Regions from separate parts of the Canis lupus genome. Here region 2 is linked to region 1. The links are chromatin contacts, called in public Hi-C maps. All regions are on one chromosome and are shown on one strand. The core of a region is the stretch at or near the end of the contact, and the rest is flanking DNA. Distances in the headings are between cores, read along the strand shown. Region 1 holds the start of MAP10 (microtubule-associated protein 10). Region 2 holds the start of SIPA1L2 (signal-induced proliferation-associated 1-like protein 2).

Region 1 (5,435 bases), core at 2,031-4,530:
TGTACGTATCTAAGATTTCCCTAAAAAAAATCTGTATAAAACAGTAAACTCTACCTACAGGGGCTATATCTTAAATATTTTTGTACCTTTCGGCATCTTATACAGTAGGTTCTTCTATATTTGTTAAATGATTTATTCCTATTAAAATCTGAGGTTATCCTAATTATTAATTAGCCTTCTTTTTTTTTTAATGGTGTGCCTGAGTCAGCTTTAGGATGACTGGTACTTTCAGATAGATACTTTGAGATAGTTTAGAAAGATATTTTTATTCTTATAAGATAAACAACCTAAATCTTACCTACATTATAAGGTAATTTCATGATTAATATTGTCCAGTATAACAGAGTATCATCTAGACATCAAAATAATGTATTTTTAAAAAAGAATTACTCATGTAATTTATATACTAAAATAATGTAAAGAATTATTAAAAATTTTTTCACTTAACAGTACACATAGGTTATAGAAAATGAAATGCTTTTTAAAAGCACATATTTTCACACTGTATATCCTGGAAGTTTATTTATCACTAATTCACAAATATCTCTGCATTGCTTGGAAATATTTAGTGAAGCAACTTCATCCTCTTCCTCAAAGTGATCTGATGTACTGCTATCCAGAACATTAAGTTCTAGTTCTGACAAATTAGATGGCAGATAAGAACTCACTTGAGATGTCCGAGGTGACTGGCTTTTTTCTGAAGACTTGCCACCAGTTCTTGTTTTAAGTTTTATAGACATGTCCTGATCCCTCTTTACAACTTTAGAATTATGCATACCATTTTGATCTATATGATTTTCTTTTTCCTCAGTCCAATGTAATAAAGATAAATCACTGGTAAAGATACTCGATGTTTCCTCCAAACTTTTATCTTGAATCTTTGAAATAGGAGATCTTTTAGATGAGTGTACTGGTGATCCAGCTGAAAAAGGTGGGCTAAGAACAGAACTCTTTTCACTGCTGTTTTTTCTTATGGACAGTATTGTTTCACTAGATTTACTTGTGCATCGATTATATTTTGGATTTTCTGCCTCTGGACTGCTATCATGAGCTTGTAAAATCCTGCTAGTGTCCTCAGTGGTAGAGAAATCTTCAGAAGAGCAAGGGCTGGTGAAGTCATCTGAATACTTTAATTCTGAGATGCTTTCAGAGCAACTATTTTTACTTGGTTTATTTTCACTCATATTATCAGTAAGAGTATCAGTGGTTTTGACCTGTTTATTCTCTATTTCTTTATCTACCACAATTCTGTCAACAACTGCAACTTGTTGGAAAACACGTGGACTCTGGACTTTCATATCCATTTTTCCTTCCAAAATACTTGCAGGAGTAAGCCCTTCCAGAACAATGGAATTTGTAGGACTCGCAATTTCTTTCAATAAACCATTACTTATTCTATGTTTACAATCTACTGTTTTTTCAGCTGCACATTTCAGTTTAGTTTCTTGACTTGTGCTAGGGTCACCCAAAACTCCACTGATTTGCTTTGAGGTATCACTGTTTTCAGCAAAAGATGCATCTAATTCCAAACACTTATCTTTAGGTAGTTGGTGTGGCTTCTGATGTACTTTGGCAAAGCTTAATGCTTTAACTTTAGATGATGGAATTCTGAGTTTTGTACCTAACATCTGTGCTTGCATTTTTCTATACTGTTCTCTTTTTTCATGTACTACCAACATATCAGGATTTGTCTGCTTTAAACGTAGTTTAAGTGTCTTTGTTAAACCATAGAGCAGCTTCCCCCTCGGAACTCTTTTGGGAGGGTTATCACTGTTCTCTTCAAAATATTTACCTTTTTTGAGATTTTCAGCTTGGTTCTTTTTATACTGAAGATTCACTGACTTTTCATTTCCCCCCATTGAAAGCTTATCCTTAGATTCAGATTTACATGTGCATTTGGTAGAAGATTCTGGTGACCTCTTATCCTCAGTTCTATATAACCAGGCTAGGTGAGGATGTATTTGAGTAGGGCTTGCCACAGGTTGGTTGTGTAACACAGACAACTCAACCAACAAAGCATTTAACAAAGGCAGCTGCCTTATTGTATCAACTCTATTCTGTTCAGTTTGGGCATGATCTGCAGTTTGATCACTTGCTCCTACATCCTGAACATGGCGGGTATTTATGAGCATTGGAGGACTCTCCCGGGTCCCAGACTTAGTAGGTTTCAGACAATCAGTATCTGTTGGGGCAGTTGCACGATTTTCCTCCAGAAAAATACCATTCAATCCCTCAGGTACATTTATCTGTGGCTTAATGGTGATTGTACCCCGTACAGGAGGCATCTTTTCTGGCGTCAAATGAGTGTAATACAGAGGAGGGGGGCAAAATGTGTTGGTTTCAACGTCCAACTCTGTGACTTCCTGATCTGGGGGGCTGACGCTCCTCACCCCACTAGAATTTGAACACACAGAGCTGGTTTTGCCATGCTCCGAAGAAACTCTGTTACCGGAGTTGGTCTGACGGTGGAAAGCTATTTCCCTCAACTCCTTCTGTGCCTTTGGGACTCTTAAACTGGCGAGAAACCTATCAGCATCCTTGGTTCCGGGCTCTGACTTGGGTTGCTGTGTTTCCTGCGGGGCTTGGGAAGCGACTTCTGCACGCTCCACCTCACCTCCCGCGGAAGCGACTGGCCTCTCAAGGTGGCTCAGCAGGCTGCTTCCCAAGTCAGTCAAGCGGTAGCCCAGAGCAATGTCCCCAACCCGCTGCCCAACGTGGTCACGCAGGGGGAAACTTCCGCGGCGACCCTGGGAGCAGCCAGAGGCGGCCGGCCCCAGGACCTGGTGGGCGGCGGCGGCCAGCGAGATGCTGCAGGCACCCAGGAGCTGGGGGGCAGGAGTCGGGCGCCCCGGGGGCAGCTGCAGCAGCAAGGTGTAGAGCGGGGTCCGCAGGAGCAGGCGGTGCAGGGTGGCGGCGTGCAGGCGGAAGAGGCAGGACTTGCCGCGACCGAAGCGGACCAGGCCGGGCCGGGGTTCCGGGGCTGGGGCGCCGGGGCCTTCCGGGGGGTAAACCAGCAGCGTGGGGAAGTCCAGCAGGCGGAAGGCCACCGCGGGGCACAGGTCGCGCGACGGCGGTGGCGGCCGTGCCTCCTCCTCCTCCTCCTCCTCGGCCTCCTCTTGCTCCCCCTCCACCGCGACGACGGGTGGCGGCGGCGGCGGCGGCGGCAGCCGGGCTTCAAGACGCACCCAGTCTACGAGCAGCTCCAGAGAGAAGAGCCGCTCGGACGTGGGGGCCGCCATTGCTGTTGCCCCTGGAGACGCTGCCGCCGGCTCGGGGAAGGGGAGCCGAAGCCGGTTCTCGCGAGAGTCACGGGGACCACAGCGCCTATGCGTGTCCTCTCGCGAGACTTAAGGGGGACCCCTGCAGGTCTGGGCAGCAGTTGCTCTGGGAATTTTCGCTGCTCCGCGCATCTTGCTCTCCGGGCTTACGTTATCACAATTACTTTTAACACTGAAGCGTGATCATATGATGGCAAGAAAACAGACTTTTTTGTTTGTTTGTTTGGGCCACGTTTCTATCCATGCAGATCTCCTGCAATTTTGAGGTCAGGTCTAACTCTGAGGAAAATTGAGAGTAAATCAGGACTCGGGACCCCAGGGCAGAAGAAAGCCAGTTGACTCTCCAGGGTCGGCCTTCTCGGTCTTCTCTGGCTCCACCCAAAGGTGATGACACTGCTGTGAAGCAGCGTGGGAGCCCCTATCTGGGTGAATTATGATAGCACCGAGACGCGCAGCGGGTGTGGTCCCATTTCCATTTGAGCAATCACCATGTGTGAGATTAATGTTAATGATTCCATTTAACAAAACAAATAGATCTACGTAAACAGCCAGTTGGGGGAGGGGAAAAGATCTTAGAGCACTATCCCAGATTCTCAAGGACACATATTTCTAACCTCAGTAAACCAGCTACATGGAAACCAAGACTGATGACACGGAGAGCTTTGAACGACATGGATAGTTCTGTAGAAGATGTTTGGGATGAGCAAGCGTGAACCCATCAATGTTTAGAAATGTAGCTATACAAATACAAAGGATGGATTCTACTAGTAACTAATTGAATTCAGGGCAATCTACTAGGAGGCTGTCCCATTGGTGCAGGTGGTGGCCTGAATTTGCTCAGGGTCAGGGGAGAGGACAAAGAGAGATGAAAGAAGAGGCATTTGTGATAGCAGAATTTAGAATTTGGTGACTAGGGGCGAGAAGTTATGGATAAAAGTTTTTCACTGCTGAAGGAGAAAAAAAATGAGGCATAGATTTGATTTTTTTTTTTTTAAGTTACTTTGGGTTTTTGGGATTGTAGTTTGAGGTTCCTGCCAGACATTATGTGAATATGTTTAATTTTAGACGGCTTTATAATTTATAGTTAAACTGCATTACATCAAAGCTCAGAAGAACGTTGTAAAGCTCAAGGGAAATTCAGAATTGGAGGGAGTTGATGCTTTAGTGTGAAGACTGAGGGAGGTTTCATTGCAATATATAAATAGAATATACTACTCTTGGCCTTGAGAATCTTACTAGCTACTTGCAGAGGAAACGTTTATCAAGTGACATGCTTAATGGATGGATGACACAGAGCAACAGAAGACAGCATATTCACCAATGGAAAGCAATGGCATAGAGTCCATATGTGCATCCTGCTGTAAGTCTTTTGGGTAGGGTTAATAATGTGGAATATTAGCACTTGCATATCTCCTGCATACAGACAGTGAAACCAGTGTCCTTCTTCTATAAGGACATTGCTTCTATAATTTGTAAAGTTTCTATAGAGATAATATATTCATATTCTTTGCCCATATACTCTATATGATTGGTATTGCAATATATGAATAATATTTTATAATTGTAAACAGTGTTAAATTTAACAAGTAAAACTTTTGCTATGAAAATTAAAACATTTCAACGTCCACAGACCATACATGGAGAAATAGCACAATGCTGTGGCTGGGGTCCCAAATTCTATAAGCAAACAACCTAGCTCAAATCTTGTCTCTGTGATCATAAATTAGCTTCTCAACCATCTGTGAATCATTTTCCTCATCAAAAAATGAGGTAGTTGTAGTATCTACCTTATAAAAATATTATAATATTAGCATTATGCAATATTAGTATTATAGTAATATAGTATACATGTTAAATAGTATGCTATATAGTATAATATACTATTTACTATGTTATGCTATATTTATATAGCCTGGCATCTTGTTAAAATAAATATCATTTTACTTACTATTTGCCATATAGCAGAGTTTTTGGTTGAATTTTTTAAAGCACTAAGCTGAGTTAGAATAAATAATTTATCTGACATGGGCCTATTGTTCTCAATCTGTAAAAGTTTATGTGCTCTGTGCTTTACCTTTCATGTGGTGGCCAACTGTTTTTGTTATAGGAAAAGGCAGGGCTAGGCAAGAAACTATGGATTAATGTACATTAATACTT
Region 2 (6,087 bases), core at 1,009-3,508, 150 kb after region 1:
AAAGACAATGAACCATGCAACCTTGTGAGGCATGAGCAGTACTGTGATGACGTTAGGAAGAGAAATATATCCTCTTTGGGCTCCCCCAGGAAATAAATGTCTGTCCGGGACAAAAATCCCCGTGGATTTTGTTCGTATGTCTAGTAGAGCATCTACCATGTGTGAGGATCAACGCCTGTGAGATGGTGCGCTCCGGAAGAGCAGGGCCCATGTCCTATGTGTTTTTATATCCCCTGCTCCTAGCATTTTCTGGAACATCACGGGGTCTCCACACTGTGCTTGCTTAATGAATAAATGACAATCTTGTAAGTGCTGATAATAGGAAGCCCTGCAAACCCGGAGAACTCAGAAACTCTTTCATGTCATTGTAACACTGACATGTTTTATTATACCCGCTCCCATGTATTATACCCATATTTCACAAAGAGATGTAAACGACTGTACAATGGGTACATGCTTTAGATAACAGAGAAATACAGCATGGGAAGAACAGCCTCTAATTTTGCACAGGGTTACATTCTAGGGAGTGTTTGTAATGGGGAAGTACAGACCTCTTTATCTCTCCAGGAAGAATTCTTCCTCTAGAAAGAGGAACTGAAAGCCCTGGATCCAGTCTCCGGAAACTGCCAGGCCAGCTCTACTGCTGGGGTAAAGCCAGCTCCGGAAATGCTATGGTGGGGCTGGAAGGTAGGTTAGCGACTACCTAAACCGGTCCACTCCTGCTTATACGGGGTGACTCCCACCGGACCGGTTAAGCATAGCCAATCCCACCGTAGCTTAACAAGTCTTCTCTTAAAAAAAAAAAAAAAGAGTTCCTCGGGGATCCCTGGGTGGCTTAGCGGTTTAGCGCCTGCCTTTGGCCCAGGGCGTGATCCTGGGCCTGCTTCTCCCTCTGCCTGTGTCTCTGCCTCTCTCTCTCTCTGTCTTTCATGAATAAATAAATAAAATCATTTTTTTTAAAAAAGAGTTCCTTGAATTTTTCAGCAACCCATTCAAATGTCGAACAATTTATATTAATAGTTTCAGGTAGTGCTTCCTCGTCGGTGGCCAACATTTCCTAGGAAGTAGAAAAGATGGATATAAAAAGCTCATTTCCTCCTCCTTGAGATAAAGGTCCAAAGCCTTCCCGCTCGAGGTTGAGGAGTGCCTGGGGTCGGCTGGGCGGGCTGCGGCTGGGGCTGGGGCTGCGGCTGGGGCTGGGGCTGCGGCTGGGGCTGGGGCTGGGGCTGCGGCTGGGGCTGAGCCGGGCGCCCGGACTTCTCGCCTCTCCAGGCTCCCCACGCCCGGACTCAGGAAGTTTTCGCCTCCGCAGGACGCCGGCGCCCTGGCGCCCACCTGGTCCACCTGACCTCGTCCTGACGCTCCGTCGGTCTCCGCGCCACCTCCCGCCGCAGCCCCGGGGGCAGGGGCTCTGCGGGGTCACCCGGGCGCCCTCCCGGGCCGGCCGTCCTCCGAACGCGGCGCCCGCGGCTGCGGCGGGTCCCCGGCCCGCGGCGCTCAGGCTTGGGCGGCGCGGGGCCTCGAGTGCCGGCGGCCGCGTCTCTCCGGCTCCGGAGACTGCGGGCCCGGCAGGGTCGCGACGGCGCGACGGGGCCGCTCGGAGCCCGACTCCGGGTTTTAACTTCTTGCGGCCGGAGGGGGAGGACGAGTCCGCGGAGGGCGGCGCCGGGCCTCCCGGAGCGCGGGGCCAGGTAGGACGCACCTGCCGCGAGGTCGCCAGGCGCCGCGCCCCGCACCCCGCGCCCCGCAGCCCCCCCGGGGAAGGGCGCCCGGACGCCTTCGGGACGCGGAGCTCTCGCGCGCCGCGGGGCCTGGGAACCGCGCACCGGCTGCGCCCCGAGCCCCGCGGGGCGGCGGGACGGACGGCGCCCGCGCCCAATCGCGGGGCGGGGCCGAGGGGGCCTGCAGGCAGCAGCCAATGGGAGGCCGCAGAGCGGGCGGGGGCGGGGCCGCAGGGCGGGCGGGCGGCGGCGTCGGGAGCCGGCGCGGCAGACCGGGAGCCCGGGAGGAGCCGGCGGAGCGGGAGGAGGAAGACGGAGGAGGAGGAGCAGCGCCGCGCCCCCGCCCCGGCCGCCCGCCCGCCCGCCCGCCCGCCGGACCCCGGGCGGACCGCTCCAGCCGCAGCCGCAGCCGCAGCCGCAGCCGCAGCCGCAGCCGCAGCCGCGGGGCCGGGCCGCCTCCCGCCGGAGCCCGGCGCCGGCAGAGTCCGGGCCGATGGGCAGCCCCGGGCAGCGGCGGGCGGCGAGGCGGCGGCCCCGGTAGGCGCCGCCGCGCGCTCGCGGGCTGCAGCAGGTCCCCGCGGACTGCGTCTCCGAGGTGCGTGTCGGGCGAGCGGACGGGGAGCGCGGCGGGTCGGCTCGGAGCCTCCGCTCGTGTGCGCGCACGGCCCGGCGAGGACTGCCCCGGGGTGAAGGCGCTGCCCCGGGGGCGCCCGGGGGCCGACGGCGCGGCCGCGGGGCGGGGCGGGGGCGCGGGCGGGGGTCCCGCGGGCGGAGGGGCCGCCGCCGCCGCTCCCGCAAAGTTACCGATCGCAGGAAGGTTATTCCCGGCCTGGGGACGCGAGCGCTCGCGAGGACCTCCCGGGGCGCAGCAACTCCTCTGGGACCCACCTGAGAGCGCAGAGAAAAGGCCGCGGGACGCGGGACGCGGGACGCGGGCCCCGGCGCGCGGCGGGGTTACTTGCGGAACTTGCTGCGGGGCCACCCCACCCCCCGGAGGGTGTGCGACCCCCGCGCGCGCCCTCGCCCTCGCCCTCGCCCTCGCCCTCGCCCCCGCCCGGCCCCTCCCTCCGGGGGAGATCCGGGCCGGGGCGAGCGCCCTCCGGACTCGGGGCCCCGGGGTGCCGACGGCTGTGCCGCCCCGGGTGCCCGCGCCGCGCTCCGCCTGCCGCTCCCGGGCCTGGTCGGGTCCCCGCGTTACTGAAGCTGGTCTGACCACGTCCTGGGAGCATCCCCTAGAGCACCTACAGATTAATTTCCAACCGTGCCACAAACCCAAAGAATCAATTTCGGTTCATCATCTACAAGCGAGAGCCGATGCTTCTAGGGAAGAGAAAACAACTTGGCATTGCCCCTCTGGGAGATATTTATCATCATTAACCTGCTCCAGCTAAATTAATTCAGCCCAGGATGACTCCAGCGTGAGTATTGGAAAAAATCAAGTGCATTGGTCACGGAATCGTAGTCACCGAAACATGATTTTGGTCAAAATAAAATTGTGCACGTTTTGGGTTTTGTGTAAATGAGTGTTGGTTTTCATAAGGATGGCCTTTCTTTTCTTTTCTTTTCTTTTTTTTAAAAACAAAGAATCTTGATGATTCTCATAGGTTTGCTTTCAGTAAGTTCAAAATAGTCACTAAGATTTTTCTTTTCTTTGCCTCTTTTGTCTGCAGTTTTCATTTCTAAATGTTAACACTAGATGGCTTTCTTATGACAGGCATTTAGTTAACTGGGCTTTTGAGTTGCCTGTCTGCCATCGGGGCTGCAATTTTTCCAGTTTTGCAATTAGTAACGGGAGAAAAAAGATCTCCAGAACTGTTGCTTTCTTTGAAATATATTAGTTCCTTATAAAACAAACACCTAGATTCCAATAGGTGTGCTATTATTTCTGGCATTCCTAAAGATGAATTTTAGGAGGCAACTTGCTCACCATTTTTAATCACAAATTTAAGGATGTCTGTTTTATGTTTTCATTTATTTGAGGAATGTATTTAGACAGCATTTTCACTTACAGTGTTTACTGCTTAGTTTAGTAGTTCACTGCTTGTTTCAGAGAGGGCTAAATCAATATTATTCATGGGGAAGTACAGTCTTTCTTGAGTTTTGGGTACAGATAGCATTGCTTCTTCCTAAGATTCCAGTCATACATGTAGTTGGGAGTGCACATGCATGATTCATTCATCCCAAGGATTGTGTTAGGGTCATCTTCACTTCTTTCCTCCTAGTTGATGCTTGGTTTTTCACTTTTAAGCACAATCCTTTTCCTGAGAAGTACAGTAGCCTGTAGTTGGCCATTTTAGCAGAAGCAGGTTCTCAGTTACACATTTTAAGCACTTTCTTTCTAAAGTAAGACCATGGCAGCCTGTCCAAATCTTGCCTAGGTAGGCAAACTTGTTCATAAGCTGGAGAAATTATCTTGGACTCATTTTATAGCCGTCATTTATTGTGTGTCTTGCCCAGCTTAAAATATGACATATTGAATTTGTTTGTTCTAAATTAGAGTGTATTCATAAATAGCTGAAGAAAAAAAAAAAAACTCTGTGGCAAACATCTGGGAAGTAGGAAATGAAATCAGAAACAGCTTTTATCAGTACCCACATGCTACCTATAGATGGGGTGAAATGAACTTGGGTAAGAAGCAGTATAAGCATTTGGTCTGGAAAATAAGAGATAAATTGCAGATATGGAGGTAGAGCTTCTGGCCTTGGGGTATAGGCTGCAGATTTTCCCCAGCCGATTTAAGTGCATATTTTTCATCAGATGCTTCTGTTAAGTCTTAGCCTTTAAGGGAATTATCAGAGCATCATGATTTGGCTTTTATGATGTTTATTGTAGTTCAAGCTGGGTACTGGGGGTTTGTAAGCTGTCTGCCCCCCCCCCCCCCCCCCCCCCCCCCCCCCCCCCCCCCCCCCCCCCCGAACTGGAATGGTATTTTAAAGGATTCCTTGATACCTGAGCTTGGTAAACACCTGTCTGCCTGGGGAATCTTTTCACCTGAGGCAATAGGAGTAGTGGGTTATTCATTTTGATTATCTATTCTTGAAAGTGAGGAAATATTAGTGAGCTACCTTGAAAGGGCAATGGTTTGGTAATTGAAACTGATTTGAAAGTGTATGGTTATCAAAGCAAATTTAAAAGAGATCATGTTTACTGCATACTTTGCAAAGAAGTGTGTGTTTAAGTGGATACCAGCCTGATCTAAGTGGATACCGCCTCCATCTGAATCCCAGCCATAATTGGTAAATGCAAGGTGTTTTGGTGGTTTTTTTTTTTTCTTTTTTTCTTGAGATTGAGGAAGGCATCAAGTCTCTGCATTTATGATCTACTTGTTGTGGCAGTTTAGGATTACATATCCTTACAAAGACATGCTGAATTTGAAGAAAATTTAGACTGAAAAGCAATGCAGTTTTTTTTTTTTTCTGTTTTGAATCTGAATGAAATATGCCATACAGTTCTAAAGAATACAAGAAGTCGTGTTCCAGATTTTTCTACTCCTGTGCATGTACCTAATTTCTTTGCAGGGTGATAGAATAGGGAGCAGTAGGTGGGAGGGATAGGAAATGCTAGTTTCCTGACTCTACTGCCTGGCACAAATGAGTTTGGATAAAGTGTTTCCATGATCCCTTTCAGCACTAACATTTTAGATTTCTTTAACATTTAAAATAAAGGTATTAGCGTAATGGACATGACCCATGGTTGATGTTTTTCATGACTCTCTTTTCTTTCATCGCCTTATTTTGTGTTTGTACATGGACATTGGTTTGCTGACCTTGGTTTACCTCAGAATCTGTGATTGATTCAGAAATTGCTTTTCTGTTCTAATCATATTTTGCTGTGACCCCTTCAAAGGAGAGAGAACAATACAATAGGACTTTTGAATGCTTCATAACTTCAGAGCTAAATTATTTTGATCCTTCCTGGATTTGATTCGTAAACTTTGGTTCCCAAGAGGGTTGAAGTGAGCCACATCTGACCCGTAGTAGAGATTCTGTGTCTTGAGAAATTTCATATTTAGTATAACCCAGTTCCATGGCCCCTTCCCCCTGTCCCAGCCAAGTTGGGTGATAAGAAAGAAGAAAAGAGGCAGTAAGTTGAGTCTAGTTGTTCTAATATCTCCATACTACAGAGATCCTTAAGGTTACCCCTTCCTGTTGGTGCTGTATATTTTGTTCTTATCCATCTATGAAATAAAAACAAAAGTGGATTTTAGGGATCATGATATTTGTCTGTATGTGATGCTGCCATGCAAACACTAAGACAGCAGTTACTGTTTTCACTACATTTCATCAAGGTAGATTGATATATACCCCACTTCCTTCAGCCTCCCCGGCAAAAAGGAGGAAGGAATATGCATGCTGCAAGACAGGAA

Evidence for each region. Hi-C and Micro-C count contacts between places; a contact is called where the count stands out from the background.
Region 2: a Hi-C map of blood shows a contact between it and region 1, with 2.3 times the contacts expected there. The contact joins the promoter of SIPA1L2 here to the promoter of MAP10 in region 1. A contact is called at or near these places in 2 of 9 Hi-C or Micro-C datasets (amygdala and blood).

Annotation. Positions count from the first base shown.
Region 1 is chr4:7,243,259-7,248,693 of UU_Cfam_GSD_1.0, forward strand. It overlaps MAP10 (microtubule-associated protein 10), which reads right to left and starts at 3,281. Exons shown (of 1, transcript XM_038533896.1): 1 at 1-3,281. The coding sequence starts at 3,239. The coding sequence ends at 498.
Region 2 is chr4:7,399,213-7,405,299 of UU_Cfam_GSD_1.0, forward strand. SIPA1L2 (signal-induced proliferation-associated 1-like protein 2) reads left to right here and starts at 2,259. Exons shown (of 23, transcript XM_038533898.1): 1 at 2,259-2,316. LOC119871611 (a long non-coding RNA gene) reads left to right here. Exons shown (of 4, transcript XR_005357539.1): 4 at 1-361.